2 separate regions of the Pan troglodytes genome follow, and region 2 is linked to region 1. Evidence: chromatin contacts called from public Hi-C data. All regions are on one chromosome and are shown on one strand. The core of a region is the stretch at or near the end of the contact, and the rest is flanking DNA. Distances in the headings are between cores, read along the strand shown. Region 1 has its middle 130 kb from the start of TMEM161B. Region 2 overlaps LOC107974628 (a long non-coding RNA gene).

Region 1 (7,962 bases), core at 3,813-6,312:
GAAAGGCGTCTCTTCTTTTTTTTTTCTGTTATTTTGTTTTACCATCAATAGTTTAATTTTCATTAGAAATCACAGTCTTGGTACTAAGTCAGCACCAATTTATTTGTAGCACAAAGCGCAAAGGTGATCTTCTTTTTTTTTGTTTGCTTGTTGTTTGTTTTTTTTTTTTTTTTTTTTTTGAGACGGAGTCTCACTCTGTTGCCCAGGCTGAAGTGCAGTGGCACAATTTCAGCTCACTGCAAGCTCTGCCTCCCAGGTTCAGGCCATTCTCCTGCCTCAGCCTCCCAAGTAGCTGGGATTACTGGTGCCCACCACCACACCTGGTTAATTTTTTTGTATTTTTAGTAGAGACAGGGTTTCACCATGTTAGCCAGGATGGTCTCAATCTCCTGACCTTGTGATCTGCTCACCTCAGCCTCCCAAAGTGCTGGGATTACAGGCGTGAGCCACCGTGCCCGGACAGTGATTTTCTTTTAATGGAAGAACTACTGTTAAGTTACTGGACTGATGAGCTTCACAGGGCCAACACTTCTTAGCTTGGACATGTTTACTAAACAAGTTAAGAATGCATGCTCTAAATTACCTTGTTTGAATAGGGGCTGTAAATTAGGTTATTGTGAGGAAATGACCACTTTCTCAAAATCTTCAAAGTGCACCAGGAAACATGAAGCTTGGGTGTGTTATAATTAATTGGGAAAATGGTGGATGCCTCAATCATTGCAATTTGGCATGACTAATGAAAGAGTTCTATCACAGCAAAGTCTAGGGTTCATAAAGAGCTTCTTGCCGGGGGAATCTTAAATCATAAATAGCAACATGTTTAGTCCTCTGCCCTTTTATAAGAGATAAAATTGTGGTACAAATAAAGTAGGCTTTTTTCCAAGGTGGCACAGAACTTAACAAAGTGAAAATGTGGCATTTACATCCCTTGATTTATAACCTTTATAACGTTTACTTAAGAATATATCCAAAGGAAATTCCTATTGTTTATTTTACCATTTGTTTAGTTGAATTGTTAATTAAAATTTTTTCCAGTATCATTTGCCAGAGGGTGATGCTGATTATAAGAAGTAAAACTAGGGATGACATGCAGTCTCACATGTAGCAACTGGATACAATTTTAAGTTCAAAACACAGCCTATTCTAGCAAGAAGACTAGGATTAGACAATAGCACCCCTTGCATCCCAATACTGCCATCAGTCTTTACAGTTGGGATTGTCCTTTCTTGACTCTGAACCACACCCAAAAGGTCATCAATCTGTGAATGTTTATTTACACTTCTCCTTACCATCTTGCACGTTATTGACTCTTACGGCTGCCTTTGAAAGAGAGCTTTCAAATAGCCATGAGGAACTAGAGGTTTTTTAAATAGATAAATAAATAAATAAATAAGGCTCCAAATATCAACAAACAGTTGATATTTGACTTTGGAATTCAAGGGATACATTAATAAGTGCTTATGTACCCACAGGCTTCCTTACTCTGTGCCTGAACTCAGCACCCAATCTATGTACCCCAGCTATCAGCTTTTCAGGGTCCTGATGAGAAACAAACAAGAGGAAATCAAGCACTTGAGTGTTGACAGTACAGTCCAGAATCTGGAATTACTGTGACTCCTTACAAGTGTTCAGAACTCCTTAACTGGTTATGTGAATTTGTCATCCTCTATCAAATGTATGGGGATACTGCCTGCAAGTAAACCTCCACTCAGACCTCAGAAAGCAAAGGTCAATCTTTCAAGGAGAATTTAGGAAATATTTAGAAACAAAGAATAATTCCACACTAGGAAATTCATAGGTGCTCAAACAGTAAGAAATTTAAATCCTCCACTACATATATGTAAGTTCACACATGCTGGTCATCAACTGGCATCTTTAGTGAGTCTCTTCTATTGAACTCACTGCAAGTAAGTAAGCTGAAGGGCAATTTCTGAAATACTGTGAACATGTGTGTTTTTCTATATAGTTGGCTGGGTAGGTTTTTACCTAGCTCTACACAGTATTTAACACCAGATTATAGATTAGCCTCTCAGGGGAAATAACGGTACATACTTATTGTATGTAATATAAAAGCCATTCACAGAAGATCCCCATTATACATGACAGCAATGAACCCAGTCCCTGGAATTAAGAAACTGTACATCAGGGCTGGGCGCGGTGGCTCACACCTGTAATCCCAGCACTTTGGGAGGCTGAGGCGGGCAGATCACAAGGTCAGGAGATCGAGACCATCCTGGCTAACATGGTGAAACCCCGTCTCTACTAAAAATACAAAAAATTAGCCGGGCTTAGTGGCAGGCACCTGTAGTCCCAGCTACTCAGGAGGCTGAGGCAGGAGAATGGCGTGAACCCAGGAGGCAGAACTTGCAGTGAGCCAAGATCGTGCCAGTGCACTCCAGCCTGGGCGACAGAGCGAGACTCCATCTCAAAAAAAAAAAAAAAAAAAAAAAAAAAAAACTGTACATCAGAAACAACTCAAATGGCCTTCAACAACTTTTAAAAGGATAAACCATCTGTGGTACGTTCATGCAATGAAATACTACTCAGCAATCAAAAAGAGCAAACTGTTGATACACCCAACAACACAGATGAAGATCAAATCCATTATGCTAGTAAAAAGAAGCCACACAGAAGAAAGCTACATACTGTATGATTCTATTTATATGACATTCTGTAAAAGGCAAAACTACAGGAATGGAAAACAGATCAGTGGTTTCCAGGGTTACAGGATATTGGAAGGGATTGACTGCAAAGGGCAGCACAAAGAAGTTTTGGGGGATGATGAAATTCTGTTTCTTGCTTGTGGTCGTGATTACATTACACATTGGTAAAACTCAAATAATTTATATCCCTGAAAAAGTGAATTGTACTGTATTTAAACTAAATATCAAAAGTTCAAAAGCTTCACATAGTTTATATTTCTCATTCTCATGTATTCAAGAAGAAGAATTGTCTTTCAAATATTCCTACTAAACTCCTGCTTATCGCTTTCAAGAACTTAGCTTCAAAGTTAGCTCTTCTGTAAAGCCTTCCCATACCTCTCTATGTTCTGGCTTCTTTCTAAGATTTTTTTAAGGAAATAAACATTACTCATATAGCCAATATCCATGTGGATAAAGGCTCCTTCTCTTCCAGAGGTCTCCCCCATGCTGGAGTTCGCGCGCATTCTTCCCCAACATGCTTTTATACTTTTATTACATAGTTACGTACCAACAAATTGTTATGGGAAGGATAATTTTACGTTAATAGATATTAATATTGCATCAATATCACATTTTTTTTGAGACGGAGTCTTGCTCTGTTGCCCCGGCTAGAATGCAGCGATCTCGGCTAACTGCAACCTCCGCCTCCAGGGTTCAAGCAATTCTCCTGCCTCAGCCTCCCGAGTAACTGGGATTATAGGCGCCTGCCACCGCCCCTGGCTAACTTTTGTACTTTTAGTAGAGACGGGTTTCACCATCTTGGCCAGGCTGGTCTCGAATTCCTGACCTCATAATCCACCCTCCTCGGCCTCCCAAAGTGCTGGGATTACAGGCGTGAGTCACCGCGCCCGGCCAATATCACATGTATTCTTTTGCAATTTGCTTTTTTTCATCCAACATTGCTTTTAAGATAGTCAATTCATAAAGAGTATTTCACTGTAGGGATATGCCAATACATTAATTCACTGCACTTTTGACAGATATTTAAGCTGTTTCCATGCTCCATGTTACACTGTGCCATATTTATCTGTTATTATATCTCTTCTTCTTGCAAGACAATGAGCAATTCCAGAACAGAAAGCATCCAGAATTCCTATCCCTTTCCCTAATTTCCGGTACACCTGCAAATCACTGCCTGCGTAATGTGTTTCGCATGGAAAAAGATGCTGTGTACCTGGCACACAATAAGCACCACTCCATAAAAATGTGTTGAAAGAATAAAAGCTGACAAAATGTTATTTTAAATCTTGCGGTCTCTACTCACTTCTCTGCGGTGTAAGATTTAAGGGGGAACTGACTCAATTCTCACTAAAAAGTCCCTTAGTATTCCAGTGTGGACGTAGAGAGATCTATGAAACAAGGTCACTTCACAATTCTCTTGCTTTCGCGTTAGAGGATCTCAAAGCACTACACAAACCGCGATTTTCTCCAGTGATTTTTCCTCTCAATGTGCCTCAAGGTCAGTTCAGAGCAGTATTCAAAGCTTGAATACTCTTCACCAGCAGCTGTAAAGGGCCGGAAAACCAGAGTCTGGATGTAAATAACAGTAACAAACTATTCCCGGATCTTGTTTTTTTTTTCTTTTCATGGGTCCCCATTTGCGCTCTTAGTCGGCTTACCCGTCCTGTTCCAGGAGCCGACAGGGAACAGCCCACCTGGAGCAGGTCTTGGGCCACCACTCGCCCCGCCCCCCGTCTCCAGTCCTCACTCGCTCTCCCCGCTCCTATTAAGCAGCTAACGCTGGGTGATCTCCTCTCCAGTTCTTCGTGGTTTCATTGTAGCCTTGATATACAAGACAAATGCACACTTTACTCTGGGCTTAAAAAACCATCTATCATCATCCTTTGGGCATGACAAATACATTGTGTGTTTCAGAGAAATTAATCTGGTATTTAGGGGGAGAAAGGCATTTCCAACCAGTCTCCGTGCAGAACCTTCCCGCAAACCCTGTAGCGGCATTTTTCGACACTTTTCTCCTCCTTTCGGCAAGTCTCAAACTTGACCTTCGAGAGGATTTTAAGGGTAGAGCCTTCCTCCCTTTCCCTCGTCTGCTCCAAGAGCGCACGTAGGCCTTCTTCTGGGAAACAGCTGCTCAGGACCAGAGCTCGGAGAACTGCACTTCCAGGAGCGCGGGCGCGGCCGGGGAAAAGGGAGGAGGCGGCAGGAGGGGGCAGGAGGTGGAGGGAGGAGGAGGATCGGTCTGAATATGCATGAGGCACCCAGCACTGCCCTCTTCCCCGGCAGCTGCTCGGGCGGGGGCGAAGGAGGGAAGGGGAGGGGAGGGAAGGAAATGAGGCTGGGGCGGGGTGGCCAGAGCAGCCGCAGAGGCTGACGCGGGTTTGGAGAACGGAAGAGATGATTTGCATGGCGCCTGGTGATTGGCTGATGGCCGGGGGCTGGGTCTGAGAGGCGGCCCCTGAATGGTTTAACGGAGGAAATTACAAGATTCATTCGGCTAAAGAAAGCCGGGGCGGGCCTGGTCGGCGCAATATGCAGCCTGTCCGCAAGGGGGCGCGATGGCCTATCTTTGTTCTGGTTAAAGGCTCCTTTTCCCTCCTCCCCCGCCCCCGCCCCCGCCCCCACCCCCCACACACAGACACACACGCAGAAAGTGCAGAGAAACCCTGTGATCCAGTCAACTGGCTCTGCCCCGTCTATTAAGAAAGATGAACACTCCTTTCTCTTCCATCTCCTTCATGGGAGACCACTTTTCATTTCAGATTATCACATCAATAAATATTCTTCGAGGAATAAAAAAGGCACTTTGCCAAAAGATAAGAGAATATATAAGAAATATCTGGATTGTGGAGAAAGACAATACATGAAGGCAGGAGAATAGGCACATATATGTAAATATGCACATAATCACCTCCGAGAACGCAAAGCACGGGAGGTAGAGACAAACAGAACACCTGGAGAGAACACATATCGCTCACAAGGTTCTCACAGGCTGTGCACGCTCTTCCACACACCGAGGCACACACCCACTGACCGGCACGCAGTCTCCCCCTCCACACACACACACACACACACACACAGAGAGAGAGAGAGAGAGAGAGACGGACCTCAGAAAAGGCATCCAAATGAATTCACACTCAGTGGAAAGACTGCCGAGAAAATACTAGAGAAGAATTAAAATGGTTCATCCCCTCCCCCTCCAAAAAAAAAATACTCAAGCGAAATGACTCTATTTGCATAATACTAATATACGCAGGACGCAGACACGGGCAAGAAAAAAAAAGGCTCCATTTGATGCACACCAGAGAATGGGTGTATACACACACACACACAAACACGCACACACACGCACGCGCGCCTGCGGGCGGGACACACCCACAGCCTATGTCCTCCGCCCACGGGCACGGGCAGAGCACCGATGCATCAATAGCGCTCAGTACAGTTGTCCAGAAAACACCAATGCGAGAAAAACGAAAGAAACCCACCCTATTCAGCCAAGGAAGCACCACTGGGGAACCTAGGTTTTCTAAACACACACGCATACACAACAGGCACACACACACACCCTTGTTAAACAAGAGAGTTGAGTTCAAAGATATAATAGATGCACAATGGATAACTGAGTGCTGGAGAATGTCATCCGCTTAAACAATACTTTGAAATTGTTTCAGCCTGAAGACAGCTTTCTGGGTTGCTCCCTGAAAAATCATACCTAAGAAAAATAAAATCTTCTCATTGATCCTGCTTTCCTTTTACTTTCTTTTTTCTTCTTTTCTTTTTATTTTTCAATGACCGAATAGAGGGAGAATTCCCTTTCCTCCAAAGGAGGGTAGCCCTGTTTTTGTTTTTCGAGTCCATGAGCTTACTGTTCATTTCCTAGTGAAGAAGGTGCCAGGGAGCGGTCCTCGGCAGCCTCCCAGCCAGACAGCGCCACAAAAAGGCATTATTACACATCCCAAATAACAAGGGTTGTCTATATATTTACAAATCTGTTCAAACATTTAACCTTTTAACTTGCTAAATATCCCCCTCTTCTCTTTCTTGCGCTCTCGGCTCTCCCCCCTTTCTGCTTTCTCCTCCTTTTCCTTTCTCTTTCTAAAAGAGCTAGGGATGGGAAGCGCCTTTTCTTGAGTCTAAAATGAGTACAGGGACTCTGGGCTGTACCTGACCCTTTTTGAATGCCAATTTCGTTTTCAGGCAATTGCCTCTTTGCCAGCCAAAAGATCGGGATTGGATCACCAGGGCTACCTTTTTAAAGTAGAAGCTTCTATGTTGCCTTTCAGTTTTTAAACAGCCGCGGAAAAGCATCCACTAAATCGGAGGGATTTTCCAGACCTTTTAAAAGTTTCCAGTACCCCCAATCCGTGATGTTTCCTTCCGCGTTGCACCTCCTGCCCGTCAAGTGACTAGTAGAGGGTATCTTCTAAAGACAGCCAGAAAGTTTCGACAGTGTTTGGCGACCCAGCCAAGGCCGGGGTGACGCACACTCCTACTGCAGGGGCCAATTTGGAATTCCATCTTTTAGCATTTCTTACTGCCCAATCTTTTCTTATGAGACTAATAACCTCATTCTCAGGGCCAATGTAAAATGTGAAACTATAGAGCATATGGGCCTTTAATGCAGCAGAAGAGTTAGATTCCTCAAAAATTGGGGCATTCTTACTTTGCTGCACGAAGAGAAAAGGAAACTTGTGCCTGGGCATGGTGGAAAGGCGCAGGCGGCGGGCTACCGACCCGGGCGGTGCCAACGCCCTACTCTGCAGCCAGGTGCCCTGGGTGGGCTTCCATTCAAAGAACCCACAAATACCCTTATCCCAGGATCTTCACTCTTCGCCCAGGACTCTACTGTGAAGAAATTTAAAGTGGCCTGGAGGGGCTTCCCCCTGCCATTCTGAGTTTCCTTTTCTAAAATAAAAGAATTGCAAGAAAAATCCATTGCCTTTGAAGTTGAAACAGAAAGGGTGACTTCTTGTTGGCACATTTTCTCTGGCCTAGAACAATGACTTTATTTATGTATTTGTTTGTTTGTTTCTGGGTAGTGGAAAAAATGAAACTGCAGTTTAGCGAGACATCATGCGTGTCTCGGATTTGTTCAGGTGTCCATAATATTTCAGCCTCTACCAGCTTTAGATGAGTGTTAGTCTCTGAGGTGCCCCACCCCGGATCGGCCCGAAAGCACCCGAGAAAACCCAGCCCTCACCTTGGAAGCTTGCCTTCAGCAAACTCCAGTTGGGGTTACACCTCTCGGTGGTACAATAGCCTGGAGCCCATGGGTATCCGCCAGTCGCTGACTCTGAAATGC
Region 2 (7,962 bases), core at 2,887-5,386, 240 kb before region 1:
AGAGATAGAAAGTAGAATAGCAGGGACTAGAGGAAGGAGGGAATAGAAGTTGTTGTTAATGGGTATTGAGTTTCATTTTACAAGATGAAAAAGAATTATGAAGAGAGATGATGGTGATGTTTGCACAACATTACAAATGTATTTAATACCATTGAATTATATACTTACAAATGGTTAACATAACATCATAAATTTTATGTTATATGTATTTTACCGCAATTAAAAAAATGGAAAAAAATGTGTGAGTGACAATTATTAGTGAGACAAAGCATCTTTTCATATGTTTACTGTTCATTTGTATTTCCTCTTTTGTAATTTACTATTATAGCCTGTTGTTCTAGTATTTTGATAAGTATTTCACGAAGGATTGCCAGTGCTTCTCAACAGAAAGAAGTAACTAATGTTAGAACTTCAGGTATGGAGTCAAGGGAATGTGGAAGAATATTTGTGAAGCGTGTGCCTTTAAGTGCCTATCAAATCCTAGAACTTTACGGGCTCTTGCCAGGAATAACAATAGCGCTGTGTTATATGCTCAATTTGTAGAAATATGGGCTTCACCTTTGGTGGTATTTCCATTGTGAGGTAAGGAGTTTAGAAAATCAGTGTGTTTGTCTATCAGATTTTTTGCTTTTCTTCAAAGTAATCCCTCACAATGTTCACTGAAAAATATTTAAGACTAAGTTACTGACCTCAGAGATTTTATTTAGGGTTTACATGTCACTATGCAATCTGTTTTTCCCACAGGAATTTAAAATAAACATATTAAAATAGAATTTACATATTTGAAATTACAGTCTAAAAGCTGACTTATTTTCTGAGATTTCTATGGCCTATATTTAACTATAATATTTGACACAATTTATTTCCCAAACCATGCTCTATCTTTCTGAGATCTTTAATCCTACAGGGTAAAATAAGACAGTTTCAAGTACAGCTCTAAATACACACCTGTGTATCCCTTTTGTGTCACAATTCACAGTGGCTTTGTTGATCTCTAAGGTACTAAAATGAATTTGATTTTCATGCCATAAACACCATTATTCTGAACAATTGAAAGATGAGTAGGTGAGAGTCTGGGTAGTGTTGTTTTCTAAGCAAAAATGGAAAAGCAAAGTTTCAGGATCGATTTTTGTCAGATATGTGAACACCCGTTCTATAGAATTTAGCTCCTGTTTTGACAGCTTATTGAATACTCCCTCAACTTTTCCCGCCTGTTAATGTCTCCCATTAATTAATACCCATTCTCTGTTCACAGTTTTGATAGAATAGCAGTAGTTGTTAACACAACACTCATAATCACAATTGTACAGGTATGTATTTTGTCTGTGTTATGTGTAAGCCTCAGATATTAAATATTAGGAGAAAAGTAAAGTAAAATTTCTAGAAATAAAATTGTTTTGTAATAACAATAAGAATGGTTTTTATTTCATTTTTTTCCTTTCCTTATGCTGGTATCAAACTCCATAAAATATCTCCCTATATTTCCTTTATTTTTTGTATGAATGAGACTACAATAATTGGATTTAAAATTGTTTTAATACATCTGGAAGACACTGTTTTGTTACTTGCTAGAACCGGGGAGCAACATTTTACAATGCAAATAATGGTCATCAAGGGATGTGACATGTTCAAATACAATTTTTCCCTTAGGGTTCAAAGCAATTTAGAAATATATAACCTTTCAACATTTTTAAAGTGTGCAGAATTTTGGTACAATGTTTCTCCAAATTTTTAAGAGCGTAACAATCTGAAAAATAACGACAATTAAGTTTTACTGGAGGAGCTGAGGATGGTGACTGGTATAGATCTTCATATGAGTTTTTAAAAGTTATGCATGTGCATTTGTAAAAATTTGACTATACAAAAACCTTTTTTAAAAAACAATTTTAATATTCATACAAATATTTTGGACGGTTTTGTGTTTTCCTTCAAGGTTTTTTTTTCCTATACATCGATGTTTCTTTATTACACAATTGTGACATCACATCACAAGCATATCCCCATGTTACTACAAGTTTTTCAAAACCATTATTTTAATGTCTGAATTAAATGCTGTTGAGTACAATTAGTAAACACTGAAAGTTTACTTAGTAATTCTCCTACAATTAAGCATTTGCTTGCCTCTTTAAAAAAACTATAAATAAATCTCTGAAAAGCATCATAATGCCTACCCTCAAATTTAAAATTGTTGCTTTAAGTTTCTAGAAATGGAATTATTAGCTCAAAATACATACTTACATGTGTTTTTACAAAGAAATGTATATGTATTCATACAGCATATGTATTTTGTGTATTTATGTGTGTATATATAATATGTATTTTATATATGTGTACATGTATGTAACTGAAAATTGAAAAGTGGTTCCTGCAATTATGTGTGTGTATATATATATATATATATATATATATATATATATATGAAAGAGAGAGAGAGAGAGAACCAGTTGCACTCCTGCCAGCAATGTATAAGCTGAACTCTGAATTTCATAGAACCATTGCAAGCATTGGGTTACAATTTTTTTTCATCTTTTTTAGTTGATTGGTCAAAAAAAGGAGGTTATTTGACTTCTCTTTTAATTTGTTTATTTGATTATCAGACAGATTTGTTGCAATATACTTCTAGACTACAGTAAAGATTTCACTTGAATACAGTTAGAAATGTGACAAATAAAAAAGATATAAAATTGAAATAATATTTATAAAATATGTTATTTAAAAAGTATGACTGAAATTGCAACTAAATTTACTAGTGTCTACTAGCTTTCTCCCTAAAGTAAATCAAAGACTATCGCTATGCATAAGTGAGTTTGGGGGCAATAAAAGAAAATCATTTTGAAAGCAACTGGCTAGAAACAAGTCTTCCCTGTTTTGTGGGGGAGAGGGGGCAACTTGAACTGCTCTACTCTGAAAATCCATTTTGGATTTAGGATTAAGGAAATTTTTTGCTTTTTCTATCAAGAGCTACTGGGAAACAAAAAAGAAATCAAGGCTTCATTAAAAAAATGATGTATTTTTTATGAGAGAAATACAAAACTTTGACTATTGATAATAGATTATTAAAGAGAAAAAAATTGAACCTTTCTGCAGAGATTTACAACAGTTATTTAAATATAATATTTAGTTCACTGTCATAGTCAGTTAAGAAAAACAGATGAAGGGAGGAACAGAAGAGAGAAGCAACAAAATGAAAAGATAGAAGAAAAAAGGGAAAAAAGACAAGTAAATAGGAGAAATACAGCGACAGCTACAGAAAGGAAGAAAGACAAGTAAGCACAGAGCCATAAAGGAAGGAAAAAAGAGGAGAGTTGGGTTGAAGTCTGTGAGGGGAGTGTTAGTTCAAGCCAAAGAAAGCTACTTTGGTCGCTCCGTGGCGTGTGCTGGGACATGAACCCCTGATTGTTAGCTTTTGTGATCACTGCTTTCAAATGCTGACTCAGTGTCAGAACACTGATGAACTGTTGAGCAATATAAACGTGAGATCATACCTAGGTTTCCATAATTGTCTTTGATGGAACATTTAAACAATAAAATCAAAAGGCAAATCGATTAACACAAAAACTTTTTGTTCAAGAGTACGACTGAGAGAAAGAAGAGGAGAGTGGTTCCTGTAATTATGTCAAATTCAGCTTGAGTTTAATAATGAAGAACCAACCTAAACAATTTCCAAAGAAGTTTGTTCAGCTCACCAGTTATCTGCACAAGTAGCTCCTGGGCAAGTGTTGCCTAATTTCACTAATATAAGGATAAATTATTTTCCCATTAACTTGGAACAATAGTGAAGCACTGGTTTATTTTTATTTTTGATTATTTTTTACATAAGTATGTTTTTCTTCCTTCCAAAAGAAACCACCAGGGAAGCCTCATTTTCGTTACATTAATATGGTGTGCCATTCTTGGCGGGGAACTGTAGGTGTTGCTGAAGCTACATAGCAGAAAAAGCTAAGCCAGGCCTCTAATTCTTTGGCTTATTACAGTTCTATTTTAGCCCTGTCCTCTTTTTCCCACTCAAATTCTGTAGCCTAGCATGTGTTTGGATATGCTGCATCCTCCAGTTCTTCACACTAAATATACTCTCAGAAGCCACGAGCAAAACTTGCAGATGAGTCATTCTGTTTGGAAGACTCAGCTCCATGGTGGACAGCTCGTAAACTGTAATAGATTCAGCTGGATAGGGGGAGTAGGGACAACAGTAGTTGGTTCATTGTGTTCTGCAAAAGGAGCCAAGGGGGGTTGGGGGTGGGTGGTTTCAGAGTAAATTGAAGCAAATGCTCATATTACACTTTAAAGAAAAGTTGGTTAAAGAGACAATACTCTTAATGATAATACTCTAAAGCTTAGAATTTGTGTTCATCACTTGTTTTGGGGGTCAGGCACTTTTTTGTTGTTGTTGTTATCCTTTGACCAATTCTCAGAGCATAATTTGTTTCCAGTCTTTTTGTTCTAAGAGTGAAAAGGTCAACGCCCTTTGACATGGCATGAGCTGTTTCAGTGCACAAGGGGAAACGTCACCAGCAGTGCTGGACTTAAAACAACTTCAGGGCAACCAGAGTCAAACACAGGAAGTGTTGTTCAAGCCCCTAGAGAATACTGGCTTTGTTTATTAGCCAACTTACATCTGGTTGAATTGCTAAGTGCCACTATCTTGAATGAGCAGATATATCAGAGACTACAGACCCAGATGAGGTATTTGTAGGCATGATATAACAACATCACTCTCCTAAAGTGTCCCCTACAGGAACCTAAACACAGAGTGGCTATTTTCTTAAATGGGAAAAGTTCCATCTCAGGTCCCCATAGTCCAATACATGCTAAATGATTCTACAAATGAACAAATGCTGCTTTGATGAGACAGTAAATTTAGTGGGAAAAATAATCAACCAAAAATGCAGAAAAAAATTGATTTTTAAAATAAACAGTCTAATCAGAAAATGAATTACACATTCAATCTTGTGAAGTTTTTTAATGATTTCACATAGGAAACACTTACCTACTCAAAATAACATCAGAAACATGTTTATGTACGTGGCATGTGTAAATTTCTAAGTGTTCAATGAGTTATTAACTGTTGTTTTACTGGTATGAGAAAATGGTTTAACTCCATTTCACAAATTAATTGAGAAAGAAAGGTGAAGTGTTTTGTCTAAGGTCACTCAGCAAATCTAAACCAGAGACACATTTAGTTCTTTGAGTTACTGACTTCCTGTCTGTGTTTTAAATCTGTGAATCATTTTGCTTCTAAATATACTGAAGGAGATTCAAGGCCCTAGGGGAAAAAAATCACATTGTGTCACAGTACCTCATTTGAAAATAGGGAAAATCCGGACAAATTGTACACGTACCTTAGTCTCCAGGATCAAAGATAGTACTAAAGAGGAAAAATAAATGCAGCCTGAAGACGGAAAAATCCTAAATAGTTATTAAACACCTTGGCCATGCAAAGAGCTCTTTGCTTACAGACCAAGAGTTAAGATACTTGAGTTCTGGTCCCAGCTCTGCCATATACTTACCTAGATGGTTCTTAATCTCTAAGTCTGATTTTCCTTATCTGTAAGTGGATATAACAAGACCTGGGACGGGCATGGTGGCTCACGCCTGTAATTCCAGCAATTTGGGAGGCCGAGGCAGGTGGATCACCTGAGGTCAGGAGTTCAAGACCAGCCTGGCCAACATGATGAAACCCCATCTCTACAAAGATACAAAAATTAGCCAGGCATGATGGCGGGTGCCTGTAATCCCAGCTACTCAGGAGGCTGAGGCGGGAAAATCACTTGGACCCAGGAGGTAGAGGTTGTAGTGAGCTGAGATCACACCACTGCACTCCAGCCTAGGGGACAGAGTAAGATTCCGTCTCAAAAAAAAAAAAAGACCTGACCTTTCTCAGGAAAGTCATGAACATCAAATGGGTTTATGAACACAAAAGAGTATTTTAAAGAATATCATAAGTTATATAGTGCTGTACAAATTCCATTAGTGATTGTGGTAGTGGCCCTATTGTCATACCAGAAAGGAAATGGCAGGAAGCCAATGAATAAAATAAATGTCATAAATTAATGGCTGTTAATCATTTTATATCACCAGCCCCACTGAAAATGCAAAACTCTATTTTCAGAAAAGTTCACATTCAGAAGTACATCCAAAATTTTAATTGTAATCTCAAGAGACTCAAAGATCATCTGAATTCTATGTGTTCATAGAATTCACATTAAGAATACTTGTGGAGGAAGAAGAAAAATGGCAGATTACCTGGAAAGCAAGAGGCATGGGAATCAAATAGTTAAGAGTCATTTAGAGGTGTACATGTGTACAGACAGATTGCTGATTGATGAATGGTGTTAACATGTCTTTGTCCAGGAGAGAAGAAAATTCCCTAACCATTCATGAGAATTCTAGGAGCACTCTCACAGAGTTGTAGGGAGAAACCCAGAAGAGGGTGTTGTAGGGTGGGGGAAAAAAAAGAGGGAAAGGGATGAAGGAGAATGGCAGCCAGACATTCTGACTGGGGCAGGAGAGTAACTAACAGTACTAGCCCCTGCATTCTTCTGGTTCTCCTGCCTGTAGACTCTGCAGGAGGCCACACTGAGACTAATTCTAGCTAGAGATGGGGGGATAAAAGGGACCCTAGCTGTCAAGATCACTTTCCATCAAAGCCAACCTGTGGCTGAGCTGCTTCTAACATTCACTCTCAGGCTCTCTATGAATGAATTTCATTACCTGCTGTGCTGCCTATAGTTATGTTTCTATAACTGGATTTTGACAATCCAAATATAGACATGACTTCAGACTTACTCTAAGGGACTCCAGTGTATTCCACATGTCCATTTCCCTTGTGTTTGTCTCAAGTCCACTTTCTAGATTCATATATCCTATAATATATGATATATCTAGATGCCTTAGTCTTGACCGTGCAGTTGAATTCCCATATTCTCTTGACTTTGAATTCAGGACACATTCTAATCCTTCCTTCTTCTGGCTTAACATTATTTCTCCTGACTCCTGATCTGAACAGTGGTGATGTTTTGTGAAATTGCTAATTTGTGTAATACCAGCAAATGGTTTTGGATCTTTCTCCTCCCATGGATGCTTCTTGAACCGCTGAGTCACTCCAGCAGGAGAGACCTCCCGAAACTAAAGAGTGGCTCCTCTAATTTGCCATATGTTTTATAGTTCTGAATTTGCCTAAAGTTTCTGAAAACAAAATCGTTCATAAGAGATGAAAATATGGTTCTTATTTGTTGAGCTATCTTTTATAATGAAATTGCAGGTTGGTACCTTTGTTTATAATGGTGCACATGTGCATACACACACAAATGTCCTTCCTTTCTAATAAATACTTTGGCATGTACTGTTCATGCTAATGCTAACTTTCTGCACTCTCAGATGTATTTTTTTTTTTTTTTTGTAGCCCACACAAAATCTCTAACTGTGTGTTCTGTTACATAACGCAAGACTTGGTTATATTCTTTTCAGCACTTACCTCTGCAAGATACTCAACTGGAGAAAAAAAATGAAGCTTGAAAAAGGAGTAGAGAGGTGGAATTAATAAGTAAGGCCAGACACCTCTGACTCCACTGTACTTCTCTAAGTGTTAGAAATGGTAATTTATTTTAAGAATCATAAATTTACTCTATTATATGAAATTCTGAATAGAGGTCTTTTTTTTTTTGAGTCCAAACTTTAAGAACCCTAGCAAAACCTCTTGCTAATCTACGCGTTTTATGCGATGCTAAGAATAAAGATTTTGACAAGCACATTATTCCATTAATCTGAAGAAACAACAGATCATTTGGCATGTACTGTAAAACATTTTATGGAAAGCACATAAATATATAACCTTATGACCTCAATAAAGTTGATAATCTACAAAGTTATTTCATTTGATACTTAATCTATACTCTCAGAATCCAGTTCATTACTTTTTACTCTATCACATAAGGCTTTCAATATAAAGTTAAGATGTGCTAA

Evidence for each region. Hi-C and Micro-C count contacts between places; a contact is called where the count stands out from the background.
Region 2: a contact with region 1 is called in a Hi-C map of stem cell-derived neural progenitor cells, with 4 times the contacts expected there. The contact joins two enhancer-like sites. A contact is called at or near these places in 1 of 7 Hi-C or Micro-C datasets (stem cell-derived neural progenitor cells), 1 of 1 datasets of contacts at active chromatin or transcription factors (stem cell-derived excitatory neurons) and 1 of 1 other capture datasets (stem cell-derived neural stem cells).

What each region holds. Positions count from the first base shown.
Region 1 is chr4:28,006,916-28,014,877 of NHGRI_mPanTro3-v2.0_pri, reverse strand. No RefSeq gene overlaps it. Among named protein-coding and RNA genes, the nearest start is that of TMEM161B, 130 kb to the right of the region's middle. Within about 2 kb of position 5,062, at least 16 of the 24 cell types and tissues checked have an H3K27ac peak or open chromatin away from gene starts, as enhancers often do. A contact at or near this core is called in stem cell-derived neural progenitor cells, where this site is marked.
Region 2 is chr4:28,248,690-28,256,651 of NHGRI_mPanTro3-v2.0_pri, reverse strand. All of the region lies in intron 2 of LOC107974628 (a long non-coding RNA gene), which reads right to left. Among named protein-coding and RNA genes, the nearest start is that of TMEM161B, 370 kb to the right of the region's middle. Within about 2 kb of position 4,136, at least 12 of the 24 cell types and tissues checked have an H3K27ac peak or open chromatin away from gene starts, as enhancers often do. A contact at or near this core is called in stem cell-derived neural progenitor cells, where this site is marked.